3 separate regions of the Mus musculus genome follow, and regions 2 and 3 are each linked to region 1. The links are chromatin contacts, called in public HiChIP or PLAC-seq maps. All regions are on one chromosome and are shown on one strand. Each heading gives the region's core, a stretch centred on a gene start, on an enhancer-like site or on the middle of the called end of the contact. The rest is flanking DNA. Distances are from core to core; before and after follow the strand shown.

The links. HiChIP or PLAC-seq counts read pairs in DNA pulled down with a chosen protein or histone mark.
Region 2: an H3K27ac HiChIP or PLAC-seq map of embryonic stem cells shows a contact between it and region 1, with 8 read pairs. The contact joins the enhancer-like site here to the promoter of Eme1 in region 1. A contact is called at or near these places in 1 of 39 promoter capture datasets (pre-B cells), 1 of 15 datasets of contacts at CTCF or cohesin (large pre-B cells), 1 of 484 Hi-C or Micro-C datasets (liver), 7 of 115 datasets of contacts at active chromatin or transcription factors (the SCID.adh cell line, effector CD8 T cells, embryonic stem cells and 2 more) and 3 of 9 other capture datasets (adipose tissue, liver and pancreatic islet).
Region 3: an H3K4me3 HiChIP or PLAC-seq map of the SCID.adh cell line shows a contact between it and region 1, with 17 read pairs. The contact joins the enhancer-like site here to the promoter of Eme1 in region 1. A contact is called at or near these places in 1 of 15 datasets of contacts at CTCF or cohesin (CD8 T cells), 5 of 484 Hi-C or Micro-C datasets (B cells, the BV-2 cell line, Th1 cells and 2 more), 8 of 115 datasets of contacts at active chromatin or transcription factors (the SCID.adh cell line, bone marrow-derived dendritic cells, bone marrow-derived macrophages and 4 more) and 3 of 9 other capture datasets (adipose tissue, liver and pancreatic islet).

What each region holds. Positions count from the first base shown.
Region 1 is chr11:94,651,942-94,655,950 of GRCm38.p6, reverse strand. Eme1 (essential meiotic structure-specific endonuclease 1) reads left to right here and starts at 2,208. Exons shown (of 9, transcript NM_177752.5): 1 at 2,208-2,255. Mrpl27 (mitochondrial ribosomal protein L27) reads right to left here and starts at 2,160. Exons shown (of 4, transcript NM_053161.2): 1 at 2,110-2,160. The coding sequence starts at 2,149.
Region 2 is chr11:94,578,636-94,582,644 of GRCm38.p6, reverse strand. All of the region lies in intron 1 of Acsf2 (acyl-CoA synthetase family member 2), which reads left to right. Among named protein-coding and RNA genes, the nearest start is that of Chad, 16 kb to the right of the region's middle. Within about 2 kb of position 2,159, at least 10 of the 459 cell types and tissues checked have an H3K27ac peak or open chromatin away from gene starts, as enhancers often do. A contact at or near this core is called in embryonic stem cells, where this site is marked.
Region 3 is chr11:94,728,632-94,732,640 of GRCm38.p6, reverse strand. No RefSeq gene overlaps it. Among named protein-coding and RNA genes, the nearest start is that of Gm51874, 13 kb to the right of the region's middle. Within about 2 kb of position 2,185, at least 5 of the 459 cell types and tissues checked have an H3K27ac peak or open chromatin away from gene starts, as enhancers often do. A contact at or near this core is called in the SCID.adh cell line and bone marrow-derived macrophages, where this site is marked.

The sequences.
Region 1 (4,009 bases), core at 959-3,458:
CCCACTACACATCAGACACTTGCACCAGAAGGGCAGCCCGTCCGTCAGAGGGTGGCTCCCGCAGGCAACTGGCCATTACAGAAAGGTCTTTTTTTCCCAGAGTCCATAAGCAGATGTCCAACCAAGACTGGCATTAATCTGGGCCTCTCCACCCATTATCCCAAAGGACTCAACACCATTTTCTTTAAAGGGGGAAATTATGAGGGAGGCGTTGAAGGGGATAGAGATGATCAAAATACATTGTATGCATGAACAAAATTCTCAAAGATTAAATGAAAATGCTTTTAAAAGAAGATTATCTAAAATGCATGCTAATGGGGCCAGAGAGAGATGGCTCAGAGGTTAGCAGCAGCGACTGCTCTTGCAGAGGTCCTCTGTTCAGTTTCTAGCACTTTTGTAGTGGTCCACAGTCATCTGTAACTCCTGTTTCAGGGGATCCAATGGCCTTTTCTTACCTCTGCTGGTACCAAGTATACCGTGTGGTATGCATATATACACATAGGCAAAACATTCATACACAAAAATAAAATCCAGGCTGTCTGTTTTAGGTCTCTAGGCATAGTATAGGATCTTAGGATCTAGTATCAGCCCATTTAGAGTTGCTTTATGGGTGTTTGGGGGCATAGCACTGGTTATCTAGGTTTCTCAAATTCCCATAAGAACAGAAAGTTGCTGGGATACAAGACTAGCTCTCAGAGAGCAGGCTGGGCATGGTGGCACAGGCAAGCTTTTGATGCTAGCACTTGGGAGGCAGAGGCAGGCAGATCTCTGTGACAACAGGACCAGTTTGGTCTAGAGACTGAGTTCTAGGACAGCCAGGGCTTCATAGTGATACAGTGTCTCCAAACAAACAAACATCACAAAAAAAGAACTTAGGAGACATCTTCAATGTCCAGCAATGGAATGGAATCCCCTCCCCCCTCTCCTGTAGCCCATGAAGACCTTGAACTTGCAATCCTCAGGCCTTTACTTCACATATAACCGAGGTTACAGGCATGCACTTCCTGGCTTCACCCACTCACTTACTGGTGATTGGTGTTTTGCTTTTGCCTACATTGTTTCACTCATATGTCTCTGCTCTTGTGAAAAACAAGACTTTACAGATGACTCTCTTCCCTCATTTTACAGAGCAGTAAGACTTGTGGAATCTATATCTTCAGAACAGACAGATGTCATATTCACCCACTACCCTCCAGCTTCTCTACCAACACCACTAATATCTGGGCCAAATGATCTATCCTATAGCAAGTCTTGCAGATGGTTTTCTGTGTAGGTTATTTTATTTTATTTTATTTTATGTTATTTTATTTATTTATAGCTTTTGAGTCTGTGACCCAGGCTGGCCTTGGATCTGATGAAATCTTCCTGCCCCAGGCTCCTAAGTGCAGGGATTATAGGCACTACTATTCCTGGTCCCACTTGGTTTCATTTTCATTTATTTATTTGCACCCAGTCTGCCTCCTCTTAATTGGCTCCTCAAAACTGTAAAACCGAGTCAAGTCATTTTCTTGCCTTCTGTCTACACAGGTTTGGTTGGGTCTGTCTCTTTTAGGTCTAAATTGCTATCCCTTCAAGAGACTTCCTTGGTCCCCTAATCTAAGACTCTTCACAATACTATTCGAGATTACAACTAAGTTACTCACGTGTTTACTGGCTGAACTCACAAGGCGTTAGAAACCATGTTTATGCTGGTACTCTGAGCAGTGTCTCACCAGACCTAAGCGTTGGTCATGGTCATAGACATCTGAAATACCAGCTCTAAGACGGCAAACTACACAGTGGGAACCTACCTCAAAAGCGAGGAAAGGAAAAAAGCTAAGTCTTGAATATCAATTAAATGTTTTGAACTTAGTCTTCTTCAAATCCGGAGGGATCCACATAAACCCAGAGGGGACAGAGCTTCTGGAGTAACTATCCAACGGGCTTTCATTCTGCACTCCCACCCTCCGCAAGCACCGCCCACAACGTGTCACGTGACCGGAGACAGTCGCCCTCCAAAGGTCCGGAGCCCCTCACTTCTTCCCCGTATCTAGGTTCACCATGGGCTCCAGTTTCCATCTCCCAGCCTCCCTGCTGTCTCGCCTCGCAATAGCCACAGTGCTGAGCTACCTGCTGCCCGCGTCCTCAGCGTAAGCGCCGCCGCCGCCATATTTGCTTCACGTTCACTTCCAGGCTGGGAAGTCTGCTTCCGCTACCGGGATAGATCTACTTCCGGGTCTTGCGGACAATTCAAAGAGTGGCGGGAGCAGTAGCAGGTGAGCCCAGATCTCTTGGGGTTTATGGCCGGGACCTCCGGCGACTTCTGCAGTGGACCGTGGGCCCCAGAGACAAGGAGTGTGGCCAGCACGGACGTTTGTCCCACTCCAGGAACCACACGAAGGTCCCTAGGGAGGGACCAGGGTGAGGCTCAGCTAGATTCTGTGCTAGACTGGTTGTAGATGCACAATTTCATTTAATTCCTTACAAACCTAAGTTACTGGTATTATGTTAAATTGAGATCCAGGAAGACTGCAAAGATTATCAGTCACTAATTATTGTTGAAAGAATGATTCTTGCGTGTAACCCAGCAGTTCCAGGCAGACTTAAGTGTACGCACAAGAGAACTGTGAAAACATACTCGTTCAAAATATTTGTACGTGAATGTCTGTAGCAACATTATCCGTAACAGCCAAGAAAGGGGAGCAGGCTAACCGTCCATCAAGCAATAAATGCGTAAACAAAATGTGACATAGCCACACAGTGGAATATTATTCAGCTATAAAAAATGAGGCAGTACTGGTGCATAGTATGGCCACAGAAGGACCCTGAAAGCATGACTGCGAAAGACACCAGTCACCAAAGGCACATACGGTGTGCTTTTATGAAATATACAGAACCTGTAAATCCATAGAGACAATGGATCTTATTTTATTTTTAGATGCTGGGAGAGAGAAAGAACTTGTTTTTTTGTGTGTGGGGGCTTTTTTTTTTTTTCTTAATTTTTAAATAAATAAATAAATGCCAGGTGGTGGTGGCGCATGCCTTTAATCCCAGCACTTGGGAGGCAGAGGCAGGCGGATTTCTGAGTTCTCAGCCAGTCTGGTCTACAAAGTGAGTTCCAGGACAGCCAGGGCTATCTATACAGAGAAACCCTGTCTCAGAAAAAAAAAAAAAAAAAAAATGGTTATAGAAATACCCTTGCTTTTGAGAAGTCTCACTGTATCAAGTAGGCTGGCCTTGAACTCAAAATATCCCCCTCTGTAGCCTCCCAATAGGTGGGATTGCAGTTGTGTGCCAGCATGCCCAGTTTGTAGGATTTCTCTTTGTGATGATGGAGACATTCGGGAGTAAGAGGAGGGTAATGCTGACACAGCACAGACATACGGAGCCCCATCAGTCTGAGTGAATGATTTCTTTATCTGTTAACTGTACTAAGGCTGGGGCCTAACGTTCATGTAGGGCTCTCTATGTGCTAAGCAAGCACTCTACCGCTGCTACTCCAACACCTAAAGGATAGTTTTGAGTACTATACACTATGTGAATTGTAAGGGGAGTTTTTTCCTGTGTGTGGACATGAGCGTACATGGGTGTGTGCATAGGCATGCTTTCCACTGTGTGTAGGTTCTAGGAACTGAAATCCAACTAGGTGACATATGTTTTTGCTCACCGAGCCATCTGATTTACTTGCTTTTATTTGTCTATTTTAAATTTTCATTTCTTTTTATTTTATATGGATGTGGAGGCCAGAAGAGGGCATTGGATCTCCTGGAACTGGGATGACAGGCGGTTGTGAGAAGTGTCCAGTGTGGATGGTTGGCCTCGAACTCAGAAATCCGCCTGCCTCTGCCTCCCAAGTGCTGGGATTACATTGTTTCTTATTTTTGTTTTTGTTTTAGAAAGATCTCCATGTTAGGGGGGCCAGTGAGATATGACTCAACTGGTAAAGGTGCTTGCTGACAAGCCTGATGACCTGGGTTCAATCCCCGGGACTCACACTGTGGAAGGAGGGGACAAACTCCCTGAAAGTAAT
Region 2 (4,009 bases), core at 910-3,409, 73 kb after region 1:
ACCACCACTGCCCGGCCAGGAATTTATTTTATTTTTTAAAAAGAACTTTATATTGAAGTATAGAAAAGCATGCCTTTAAATTACTTATTTATTATTTTCTCTGTATGGAGGGGGCCACCTGAGTGTCAGGTGACATGTGTGGTGGTCAGAAGACAACTTTGTGGCACTGGCTCTCGCATACCTTGAAGTGGGTTTGGGGTACTGAATTCAAGACTGTTGGGCTGCTAGGCGTGAGCCGGCTGGCTGGCCCCAGAGTATGGTATTTTAAGTGCTTTTTGGAGACCAGGCTGGGCCTTGTAGTCTAGGCAAGTGCTGTATTGTCATTCCTTCTGTGGCCCTTTTACATTTGACTTCCATTTTCTTTCTTCTTTTTTTTTTTTTGATTTATTTATTTATTATATGTAAGTACACTGTAGCTGTCTTCAGACACACCAGAAGAGGGCGTCAGATCTCATTTTGGATGGTTGTGAGCCACCATGTGGTTGCTGGGATTTGAACTCAGGACCTTTAGAAGAGCAGTCAGTGATCTTACCCACTGAGCCATCTCGCCAGCCCTCCATTTTCTTTTGTTGTTATTGTTTTGAGACAGGCGTTTCAGGCCAGGCTGAATGACGTTGAAAGACCAAGAAAGGGAAGGAGGGAGGGAGGGATGATGTAGATGCTGGTCTTGAACTTCAGTCCTCCTGCCTCAGGCTCCCAAATAATTAGAACTTTTAGGACAAAGCTTTCCACTAGCCACTCCAACAAGCCACGTTCACCCACCCAACCCAAATTTCTACATAGGAAATATAGTCAATGTGGCCATCTTTGGGGTAGTGACATGAGTGTCAGACTTGAAAAGTCAGGACTGTGAGCAGGTGGTGTTGGTGATTAAGAATTCCTGGCTGTGGTGTAGCTCTGCTCTTCACCTATAGCCCTGGGAGGAAGCAAGATCTATTGTTGATAGCAAGAGAGAATGAATCTGAGTCCTACAAAATAGTAGGTTGATAGCTCATGGAAAAGCTGGGCTGCATGCCTTACCTTAAGATAAGATGGGAAGGAAGGGGCCACCGTCCTCGGATCTCCATAGGTCACATGTGCACTGTGGCACAAGCATCCGCAGAGATGTGTGAGCAAGTGTGAGCGTGTGCGCGCTCTCGTGCACACACACACACACACACACACACACACACACACACACACCTGCTCCATTTTATAGCTTCTCTACCTTTGAAATGGTATCTTGTCTGGGATTTGTCCTGCCTCAGGCCCTACTAGGTTTAGTAGATGAGAACCTTTGTGACTTCAACCTTGAAGGGAAATGAGATACTTTTATCTCTGCTTTCTAGGTAGACACTTTGGCAGGAGCAGAGGTAAGCAGGTTGTCACAAAGTGAAGGGGACAGGTGAAAAGGGAAGGCAGAGGTGCCAGGCTTTCCTGTGGTCCGGAGTCAAAGGTTATTAGCAAAAGTAACTTCTAAACAAACACCTCTTACTAGATCATAGATGTGCGCCACCACTCCCTACGCTGTGCCCACCCCCTGTCTCCCTCCCTTCCCCTCCCTCCCTTCTCTCCTAACCTCTTCCTTTTAAGTCCCAATCCCCTGCAGGAGCATGAGACACTCTTAACCCGAGACATCTCTTCAGCATTTCTTTGTTTTTAATTTTACTTGCCTTTAAGTTTTGTTTGTGTTGAGATGGGATCTTGCTGTGTAGCCCAGGTTGGCCTCAAACTCTTGATGCCTTCGGTGTACTGAAATTACAGCCTCACATGCCTGGGTGAATATCTATCTATCTATCTATCTATCTATCTATCTATCTATCTATCTATCAATCAATCTATCAATCTATCTATGAGGTACTGGGGATCAAACTTACGCCTTTGCACACCAAGCCAGTGTTTTATCACTTAGCTAAAGCACTGTTTTTGTTTCTTGAGTACAGGTTGGACTACGAACCCCAGGCTATCTCTGAATTCTCTATGTAACCCAGGCTAGCAGAAAGCTCTCACTAGGCAGTGAGTGATGTTTATTAAAGAGAGTTTGTGACAGAGCCTCTTCTATTAAACTTTGGTGTGTGGCTGACGATGACCTTGAACTCCTGGCTTCTACTTCCTCGGTGCTGGGATGAGGACCGCCAGGCACCACCACACCCAGCTAGATTTTGGTGACTTCTGCATTCCATTGTTCAAAGGGTTTCTAAGGAATTTTTTTTCCTTAAACCTTTTCAATAAGTGAGGTAAGAGGGTGGCTCCATAGGTCACAAAGTCTATGGAATCCTTGCTATACAAGATCACAAGAGAGTAGAGTTGTTTTTACTGTTAACAAGGTAATAACCTTGTTTGTGAGAGCCCCTGAGAGCCATCTACAGCAGCCAGGAAAGAGATAAGGTTAAATTCAAAGGTCATATGTTCCTTCATTTCATGCATGCACTTTGCTGCTCTACCACTTTTACTTCAGATATCTCTGCAAAAAAAAAAAAAAAAAAAAAGAGTATTTTCTTCACATGAGCAATCTACCCTATACCACCACCACCACCCCACCAAGCCAAGACCGAGTTTCTCCTTGTATCCCTGGCTGTCCTGGAATTCGCTCTGTAGACCAGATTGTAGTGTTAATTGTTAAGTGTATTGTTAATTGTGATGAAAATTTCAACTACTAGCAAGGGAGAGATTTCAGATTCTAGCAAGCCACACTCCGGGATGTCACATCCCTTTCCTTTCCCATGGTCCTTTCTTTTCCTAGTCTTCCTAGCCTGTCTCATTTTCTTCTACCTCCTGAGTTCTGGGACTAAGGCACACCACCATACCTGATCCTAATGTCTTTTATTTATCATTATTTTTATAAGATTCATTCAAATTATCTGGTTCAGTCATTAAAATATTTTTTCTTTCTTTTTGTTTTTGTTTGTTTGTTTTGTTTTTCGAGGCAGGGTTTCTCTGTGTAGCCCTGGCTGTCCTGGAACTCACTCTGTAGACCAGGCTGGCCTCGAACTCAGAAGTCTGCCTGCCTCTGCCTCCCAAGTGCTAGGATTAAAGGCGTGTGCCACCACTGCCCGGCTCATTAAGACTTTTGCTGTCCTTCCTATGTGAACTTACGAGCAATAAGTCACTATAAATCTTTTTTTTTTTAAATTGGTGAACAGGCATTTGGACAGTTGCATACTGGAGGTGGCACAAATCGTCCAACCTGGCTTCAGAAATTAGCTCACCGATATGTGTGGTCCTGTCTCAACTTAAGTTCTCAATCTTCAGTGTAGGGAAATACTGACAGAGCCCAGTAGCTTGGCCATCACTTCCAGTGTCAAGGTGTCCGTCAGCTCAGATATAGGTGTATATTGAGGCCAGTGGTTAGGTCCAATGAGTCTCTAAGGAAGGCACCGCAGTCAAAAATCTGTCATCCACATAGCAAATAACAGAAAATTAATTACTTAGTAAGCATTCATCCTTCCGTCTGGTTCTAGGGAGCTAACCCCAGTCTTCATTGAAGGTCAGGCAAGTACTCTATCTACGGTAGCCACACCCCCTTTTGTAATTATTAGAATACTTAATGTATCAGTGTTCTTTCCCTCTTCTTTTGTTTTTGAGATTTTATTTAATTTTACTTTATGTGTTTAGATATTTCACCTGCACAGATATGTGTGCACCATCAGAGGCCAGAAGAGGGCATCAGATGCTTTGGACTGGAGTTACAGACAGTTGTCAGTCAGCCACTGTGTCGGGGCTGGGGAATTGAACCTGGAGACTCTAAAAGAGCAGTCTGTGTTCTTAGTCACTAAGCCATTTCTGTAGCCCCTGTTCTTGATTTTTAGAGGTTTCCGGATTTTTTTTTCAAATGCTTTTTTTTTTTACACGATTTATTTATTTATTATATGTAAGTACACTGTAGCTGTCTTCAGATGCACCAGAACAGGGTATCAAATCTCATTACGGATGGTTGTGAGCCACCATGTGGTTGCTGGGGTTTGAACTCAGGACCTTCGGAAGAGCAGTCAGTGTTCTTAATCACTGAGCCATCTTTCCAGCCTTCAAA
Region 3 (4,009 bases), core at 936-3,435, 77 kb before region 1:
AAGGCTTTTGCGGGGTTTCTGAATTCCTATTTATTTGTTATTTATTTATTCACTATTGTTCTTGAGACAGGATCTCAAAACCCACAGAGATCCACCTGCCACTGCCTCCCCAGTGCTGGGATTGAAGCCTGCACCACCTGCTCAGCTTTACCTTGTGAGACAGAGTTGCTACACGGCCCAAGTTGGCTGCAAGCTCTTGCTCCTCCAGCCTCAGCTTCCTGAGCGATGGGATAATAGATATATTGATAAATGACCTTTTTATTTTTTTCTATCAAAAGTGGCTACCCCACTGAGAGCCAGTATTCCGTAAACCCCCGCTGTGTAAAACTTCTATGCAAAGGAATTCGAGTCTTTGAATCTCCCTAACCAAAGCCAAGCCAAGCAAATAATAAGGAACTGAAGTAAAAAAAGTGTGTGTGGGGGGTGGGGGTGGGCGGGGCGGGGGTTGGCGCACGCACGAATCCCAGCACTTGGGAGGCAGAGGCAGGGGGATCTCTGTGAGTTTGAGGACAGCCTAGTCTACAAAGAAAATTCCAAGACAGCCAGAAGTACACAGAGACCTTGTCTCAAAAACAAACACACAAACAAAATACAAAACAAAAAGTCCAAACCCTGGAAAAATTTTTGTTTATGAAAAGCTCCTCCCCCATTCTGTGCACTTAATTAACTTGGTGGCCTGGAGTCCTCAGCTCATTTTCCTTTTCTTCCTTTCCTTTGTGCCTCTCCTCCTCCTCCTCTTCCTCCTCCCCTCTTCCCTCTCCCCCTCCCCCTCCTCCTCCTCTTCCTCCTGCTCTTCCTCCTCCTCCTCCATTTTGAGATGCAGTCCTGGAGATCCATATGCCGACCAAACTGTCCTTCAAGTCACGGAAAACTCCCCACCTCTATAGGGATTAAAGACTTCTACCCACCCCCCCAACCCTAGCTGCCAGTCTATTAAAACTAGCCAATCACAAAAGACTGTGAGGTCAGACCCCTGCCAAAGGAAAAAGAAACAAGTTATCACCTGCAGTAGGACAAAAGCTAAGGGGACTTCCTGTGCTCCCCAACCTGGTTCCCGCTGCGCAGCGCCCTTTTTACAGAAAGCAAATGGCCTTGCTGAGTTTTCTTTCGCTTTGTTCATGTGTTTCTTTTAGTGATACCAAGAATATTTGCTTCCAGCAGACATGTACTGTGGTGCTTCACAATGACCTATTTTCAGTTCCGAGCTCAACGCTGGAATCTTGCTCCTACGCAAGCAAGACCAATGGGAATTTGAAATGGTGCTGTTTGTCTCGGAACCTGCTAAAAGGGAGCTTAAAATGTTTGCAAGTAGCTAGTTGTGGTGTACGTGTGAAACCCCAGCTACCCAGGGGATGAGCCGAGAGTTCGAGGCCAGTGTAGGTGCATAGTGTAACTGTCCGGGAATGAATGAGAGAAAGAAGTAGTCAGGTTTACTGATACCTGCGATTCCAGCAGAAATCACAGTTCAAGGCCAGCCTCAGCAACTCAGTGGACTCTCACATTCAATTTTTTAAAAAATATTTTTTATTTTATTTAATTTATTATATGTAAGTACACTGTAGTTGAAACACTCCAGAAGAGGGTGTCAGATTTTTTTTTTTTTTTTTTTGGTTTTTCGAGACAGGGTTTTTCTGTGTAGCCCTGGCTGTCCTGGAACTCACTCTGTAGACCAGGCTGGCCTCGAACTCAGAAATCTCCCTGCCTCTGCCTCCCGAGCTCTGGGATTAAAGGCATGCGCCACCACACCGGACTGATGGTGTCAGATCTTGTTATGGATGGTTGTGAGCCACCATGTGGTTGCTGAGATTTGAACTCAGGACCTTTGGAAGAGCAGTCAGTGCTCTTAACCGCTAAGCCATCTCTCCAGCCCCACACTCAAATATTTTTAAAGGATTGGGAATTTTGTTCAATAGTAGAGGGCTTGCCTGGTGGTGAGAGACCTTGTTTTTAATCCTTGGTACAACACACACACACACTTTACAAACACCCACCTATTGGATCCAACTCCACCTTCCGGCCTCTGAAGGTACCACGCACACATGTTGTGCACAGACTAATCATATAGGCAAAAAAATCAAATAAATAATAACCATCATAAATAACAAATACCCACCCATCAAGGAATCAGCTAGAAAACTGGAAGTCTCCCTCTGGGACTCTCCTGGTCCTCTATTGCCATCTGCTGGTGAGAATAGGGATGGTAGAGACACAGCCGAAGTGAGCTATGAAAACTCAGTGGGGGTGAGTGAGCCTCTGGAAAAGAACCCAGGAGAATGGCCGGAAAGGCCGTCTGGAGGGCCTTCTCAGTGTGTTAGGAGGCTCAGGGACCAAGGGGCTTTTTATTTATTTTATTTAGGTTTTTTGAGACAAGGTTTCCCTGTGTGGTCCTGGCTGTCCTGCAACTCCCCCATAGACAAACTCAGAGCTCCACCTGTGGAGGCATGCACTACCACCACCTAGATTGATTGATTGATTGATTGATTGATTTTCAGGGTCTCACGATGTGGCTCTGACTGTCCTGAAACTCACTATGTAAACCAGGCTGGCCTTGAACTCACAGAGGTCCACCCATCTCTGCCTCTCTGAGCACCTAAATCAAAGGCATGCGCCGCCACACCAAGCTTTTACTTTACTTTTAAATATTGGTTTTCTTTCTTCTTTAATTTTTTAAATGTTTTTTCCTTTATGTGTATGTGTATTTTGCCTGCATGTACGTCTGTGCACTGTGTGTATGAAAAGGCCAGAAGAAGCCTTCAGGCCCCTTGGAACTGGAGTTAAAAAGGTTGTGAGGCACCAGGTGCTGGAATCCAGCCTGGGTCCTCAGGAAATGCAGCTAATACTCCTAATCTGTGAATCGCCTCTTGAGCCCCTAGGGGTCGCTTTAACAATTCTAGCTCTGTCTCTATGCCCTACAGACAGAGAGACCCAAGATTAAAACAGAGAAGTGTATTTCCCAAGGTTGAGCTGAGCCATATTTTAGGGACAAAATCAGGATTTGCTCCCAGAACCCTGAGATCGAAATCCAGGGCTCCTCTGAACCTTGATTCTAGTGAAACCCTTGGACCACCAGCAGCCTCTGGGGCACCTGGAGACTTGGGAGAATTTCAGGGTTTAGGGGCTGGGTGTTTGACTGTAGAGGAATTGCCTACATACCAGGTGCAAGCGTTGGTTATGGTGCCCTGTGTGGCAAAACAATGTGAAGAAGAAGGAGGAAGAGGGGGGGGAAAGGGGGAGGGGGAGGGGAGGGGGAGGAAGAGGAGGAGGAGGAGGAAGAGGAGAAGGAGAAGGAGAAGGAGAAGGAGAAGGAGAAGGAGAAGGAGAAGGAGAAGGAGAAGAAGAAGAAGAAGAAGAAGAAGAAGAAGAAGAAGAAGAAGAAGAAGAAGAAAGCAATAGATGCCATGTTGTTCGAAGTCTTGCTCTAGTATTTTCTGTACACAGCTGCATGCATGCTTTCATAAAAATTACATCATAGCCCCCACACCCTCTTTGTTTTGATTTTTCTTTTCTTTCTTTCTTTCAATTTTATTTTGTTGGGGAGTAGAGTGGCTGAGACAGGATTTCTCTGTGTAGCCCTGGCTGTTCTGGAACTCACTGTGTAGACCAGGCCCTTGAACTCAGAGATCTGCCTGCTTCTGCCTCCCAAGTTTTGAGATTAAAACTGTGTGCCATGGTAGTACACAGCTTGGTTTTGCTTTTAATTGTTGGGACTCAAACTTAGAGCGTTCTCTCTCTCTCTCTCTCTCTCTCTCTCTGGTTGCTGCTGCTGTTGTTGTTGTTGTTAAGGTCTAACACATCCTGGGGCAGGCTTTAACCTTGCTCTGTAGCCAAAGATGACCTTTGACCTTCTGCTCTCCCTGCCTCTGTGTGAGTGCTGAGATTACAGAAGTTTGCCATCATCCTTGGTCACGTGATGCTGGGGGCTGAACCCAGGGCTTCTATGTGCTAGGCAAGCACTCTACACACTGAGTTCCATCCCCTCCCCTTAATAATTATTTCTAAGGGTCTGGAG